Linked DNA regions of Arachis hypogaea: region 1 is linked to region 2. A link is a contact called in public Hi-C data. All regions are on one chromosome and are shown on one strand. The core of a region is the stretch at or near the end of the contact, and the rest is flanking DNA. Distances in the headings are between cores, read along the strand shown. Region 1 holds the start of LOC140174355. Region 2 holds the start of LOC112703019.

Region 1 (2,700 bases), core at 78-2,577, 200 kb before region 2:
AAGCACTAACAATAGTGACAATAGAGTTTAATTGAGTAAAAAATTCATGAATTTGAAGTACCTCTCTTGAAGCTGCCACCAATGCTAATTGTAACCTATGAACAAAACAATGTACATAGTATGCTTGTGGAGAATCTTTAAGAAACAAAGCTTGCAAACCATTCCACTCACCCCGCATGTTGCTAGCACCATCATACCCTTGACCCCTAATATTTTCAACTTGGAGATTATAATGAGAAAGGACAGAAATCAATTCTTTCTTTAAAGTTGTTGCACAAGTATCAGTGACATGCACAAGATCAAAGAATCTCTCTTTAACAAAACCATCTAGAGCAACAAATCTCAAAACAATGGCCATTTACTCCTTTTTAGATTCATCTCTAGCTTCATCAACAATAATACAAAATTTGGCATCTCCAATCTCTTCTCTAATTGAATTTCTCACCTTAGTAGCAAGAATATGTAGAATTTCTTTTTGGACATCATTTGAAGTATACTTAGCATTTTTTGGAGCATTTTCCAGAACATTCTTTTTCACTCTTTCATTGTAAGATCCCAAAAATTTCAACATTTCCAAAAAGTTACCTCTATTGCTTGAACTTTGGCTTTCATCATGTCCTCTGTATGCACAACCTTGAAATGTCAACCATCTAATGCAATCTATAGATGCTCCTAGTCGAATTCGATTCTTTTCAATCTCTTCTGATGTTTGCTTATGAAGAAGTCTGTCGATATGTTGTGATTGTTTCATCAAATCATCACATGATTTCAGCGCCTTATGATGGAATGAGTTGGGACCTTTGCCAATGTGATTCAAAAGAGCACATTCTTTTCCACTATTCACTTTCTTCCAATTCCTGAAACTATTCTCAATAAAAGCATTTGAACCCGTATTGATTGAAGGTTCCTTAGCAAAAAGAAAGCACGGAAAACAATATATAGCATCATCTTCTATAGAATATTCTAACCAAGATGGGAACAATTTAAACCATGAAGCTTGAAAGCGACGATGACTTTTATCACCAGAAAATGGATAATTATCAAGAATTGGTTGATTTGGCCCAACTTTAATATAAGCCCGACGGATTTCATCTCTTTTATTTGGAGGAAACTTCCAAATTATTGGTCGCATTCCAGGATCTCTTTCTAAACGAAAAACATCCAGTTGATTTGGAAGAAGTCGTGGACGCTTTGAGCTATTCAATAGAGAACTTGAAGTAATGAAATTTGATGACCCCTCAAGTATTGGAGTAGTAATAGTAGAAGCATCTTCATTCTCTTGATCTTTTCTTTTAAAAAATGTATCAATAGTTTTGAACTTACTCATAATTCAAATGGTCAAATAAGTTCCTATAATTAAAAATATATTTAGCAAAAAGTGTAAATTACAGTCTAAATCTTTATAAAATATAAAAATTATATTTTAATTTAAAATAAAATATTAAAATTCAGAACAATAATACTAACATCCTAGTACAAATAATATAAAATTGTAATTAAATAATTAACTAATAAAAAAAACTAAATATACATACTAACATATAATAACATAAACTTAATTAACAAATAATAATAAATTAACTAATTAAGTAAATAACTAAATATATAAAAAAGAATAAAAATAGAACCTTTTTTGAGAAAGAGGAGTGAAGAATCACTTGTTGAACTACTATCTTTTTTTTTTAATCTGCAAAAAATAAAAAAAATAAGAGTCAAAGAGGTAAAAGATAAGAAGATTAAAGAGATAAAAAAGAAGAAGAATAGGAAAAGTTGTTACCTGAAATTTTGGAAAGTGAAGGAGGGAAAGGGAAGAGAGAGAGACTGGCGCTGGGAATTAAGATTTAGGAAATAAAAATAGGGGATGACCGGATGGGAAGAAAACTGGTTATATACTGGAAAATTAAAAAAGGGGATGGGGAATGAGTTATTGGGCTATTTGTAGAAATTAAAATGGGCCAAGAGAGCTGGAAAAATTATGAAATAAAAAGGGAGGGGGCTGGGAAATAAAGAAAACGGGGAGTAGAGTTTTTTTTTTTTTAAATAAAACTAAAATTTTGGGGGGGGGGGGCATTGCCCCTTTTTTTATATGTACCTGCGCCCCTGACTATAACTAAGTACATATCTGTCTTGGTGCGTATTTGGTGCGGCTGCATGGTGGAGTTGGAGCACCAATAGGAGAATAACATGAATTCGAAAGATCAGAAAGGAGAATTACAAGGAAAAAAGACTGCAACTCGAGTTTTTTCAATGCCTGAGGATATAGTTGAATGGTTCATGAGAGGTGCTTGCAGAAATTACTCTAGTGTTGAACAGACAAGACTGCAAAAGAAGGAGAAAGATATGTTTTATTTAGTGGAAGGAAGACATTGAGGCTGCACTTTTAACATTTTTCAATGAAAAGGAGGAAAACATTGAATGAAATGAGAGGTGATTATAAATGATGCTGATGATAGAAGTGGGTGGCTTGATAGAGAAGTGAGAGGAGTAGAGCAGTATGTACAATTGGATTGGTCTGAGACGGTAGCATGGAAGATTTTTTTTCTATAATTTTATTTTTGTTCAAGGTAATTTGGTCAAAAAAATAAGATTAAAGTAGGAAAGAACTATTTTAAAAATAATTTTAATATTAAGAATGATTTTGAATTAAAAAACATGTTAAAGACGATTTTGATTTTGGCATATAACTATATGGACGCTACT
Region 2 (2,700 bases), core at 175-2,674:
TCAAAGATAGAGGTGGTCACCACGACATGATAACAAACGTCGCAAATTTGAAAGACGAAAAAGGGATGAGTCTTGATCAGGTAAAGTCTAACAAACACTAACTCCTCTGAACACTATTAACTTAAGCATTGAAATATCTTACAAGTAACTTTTTCAGTTTAGTTTTGACGTCCGCTCAAATTAGAATCTCCAAACTCCTGATTTCATAAGCTCGTAATCACAACAAAAATACGAATATAACTGTCATTATATATTTAATGCCTTTAATAATATTTATATTTAATGTATGATTTGACAATTTCGTGAGTTAATGACTTTATTAATTTTAATAACTTAGCCGTTTAGCTAATAACGTCATTTTCTCATTGTCCAAAACACTAATCATATTTCATACCATTAGTATTTGATGACAACAAACCAAAAGTATTGTTTGGACAACATTCAGACTATTTTTTGTAGTTGTTTGTTTCTTAGCTAACTTTATTCTTTCTGTTTTATAAATAAGATAACATTTAAATATTTAAATTAAATAATGTTAAAGTGTTGTTTAATGATTTAATTTGACATTGTATATATTATGTCTAGTGTATTGAATAAAATAGATTAATAAAAAATTAATTATGATATTTGAATTAATATTTTAATATTTGTTTTATAAAAAAATAATACATATTATGTTATTTATTAATTTAATATATATATTTTTTTTACCTTTAAGTTACCATTCTTACAAATAATACATTAATTTAGTAAGATAATTAAAATTATAATTTCAGTCTTACTTTAGTTATTATTGTATTATATTATAGCTTTAATTATACTTTTATGACGTTTTGTTTGCCTATGAAACGTTAAATTTGAAAAGTTAAAAATTAATTTATCATAAATTAAAATTTTATTTGATAATTTATTTTTTATTAATAAATTATTATATATATAAAATAAAGTCAAAGTTTTGACATTTATGTAAACATATAAATGAGATAGCTGTTTGACCAATACAATCAAAGTTGATTATATGTATTTATATCATCATAGTATTCTTAAAAGTAAAGTAACAAATCCCGTAAAATGATCGCAAATCAATTAATAGCATTTCATACAAAAATATCTCATATCAATCTCATAAAGTTATTGCTTCTTAAATGCATCGTAAGTTCTAATTTCTAATTTTTAATTTTTATTTCTACTTTCCAATTTCCAATTGGGCAAGAAGTACCTTATCATGTAAAAGGGCAGCTGTCCCTTCATGCCACAACGTGGCCGTTGATGCTGATGACGCCATAGCAGCCGCTTCCCACTAAGGGACATTTTTGTCATTCCACAATCTTTGGAACACAATTTGGTTCCCACCAACTGATCACTGATCAGAAAAGCACACTACTTCTGCACTCAACCGCCCAAACGACTCAATAACGCAACCAGAAAGAAGAAGAGAGCCAACGACAAACTTGAATTTTCAATAGTGACAGCCATATTATATAGTTTTTATCTTCCAAAAACAGAAAAAAAGATATTTATTTAATGTTTTTTTAAATTCCAGTTACGTGCTGTGAGCCTGTGAGGATAGATATGCTGTGGTGGATGATGTCGGATATGTCATAGAAAGATATCCCCTTGAAAATTGTGACCATGTGATTTAGAAAAAAAAGTGATATATTTGTTATTATCTTTGGTTTCTTGTGTTTTGTTTTTTCTCTGAGCCTTTATATCCAACTTGGTTTTCTGACGGTGAGTTTTATCACTATGGAAGCGCGTCTTTGATGTGGTGCTTTGCTTTGCTTGACCTTCACGTTTTCTCTCTTTCGGTAAGTAGTTATCAAATCATAAACTCCATCATCTCATCATCAATTTAGTTTTCTGATTTAGAAATATCTCTCCCACCTTCTGTTTCTTCTCTGCATGTGTCGGATTTTGTGTTTCATGTGATTGATGTTTTGCAAAATTTGAATTTCCTGCAACTTGGTTTTCTTTCAGTGCTTTATGAGTTGTGACTATGTTTTGAAATTTGAAAGTATGATTTCATTTTCAGTGGCGGTTGTTGGAATTGCTTTCTAGGTAAAGCAATTTTTTTTGGGGTAATATGTGATATGATCTGTTTCTAACCCTGGTAGATATGATGCTTTTTAACTTAATCTGCAAGGTGGTGTATTTAATTGATGGAGTAAGTTTGGGGAAAGTGTGGCAATATAAGGAATTTGAGTTTGGAAAGAGAAAGTGAGAAACTTGGTACAAAAATGCTGTGATTTGGCTCTATTACAAGAAACTTCCTTCTGTTTCTTTTGGTGGGGCAGAGGGAGAGGGGTATGATTGGGACCCCGGATACAAATTTGTTATCTTCTTGTTAATATTTCAAATATGCTGTGTTTATTGTCATAATGTACATCTGTCTGAAGATAGATATAAGCATCTTCTATAGACTCTAGTTTTGTATGGCATTTGGCAGTTTTGTACATCTGTTTTGTTCTTGTGCTTACAAGCCCTACCTTCTTTTTGTTGGATGCTTATTATGTTGCCAGATTATAGCTTGGATTTTTTCGACTGCATTTGGAACATTATAGCTTGTTACAGTTCATTGATTTTCTTTACTAAGTCTTCAATGTGATAGAGGCTCAACTGTTACTGTGTTAGGGTTCTTTTCTTCATTCATTTGAGTAGGAAGGTTCCTTAACAAACAATATGATGTTATACATTGATTGA

The links. Hi-C and Micro-C count contacts between places; a contact is called where the count stands out from the background.
Region 1: a Hi-C map of leaf shows a contact between it and region 2, with 4 times the contacts expected there. The contact joins the promoter of LOC140174355 here to the promoter of LOC112703019 in region 2. A contact is called at or near these places in 2 of 8 Hi-C or Micro-C datasets (both in leaf).

Annotation. Positions count from the first base shown.
Region 1 is chr7:48,629,019-48,631,718 of arahy.Tifrunner.gnm2.J5K5, reverse strand. It overlaps LOC140174355, which reads right to left and starts at 1,327. Exons shown (of 1, transcript XM_072198800.1): 1 at 359-1,327. The coding sequence starts at 1,327. The coding sequence ends at 359. LOC140174356 reads right to left here and starts at 358. Exons shown (of 1, transcript XM_072198802.1): 1 at 1-358. The coding sequence starts at 358.
Region 2 is chr7:48,429,285-48,431,984 of arahy.Tifrunner.gnm2.J5K5, reverse strand. LOC112703019 reads left to right here and starts at 1,424. Exons shown (of 14, transcript XM_072199463.1): 1 at 1,424-1,808. LOC140174483 (a long non-coding RNA gene) reads right to left here and starts at 1,682. Exons shown (of 2, transcript XR_011863996.1): 1 at 1,220-1,682.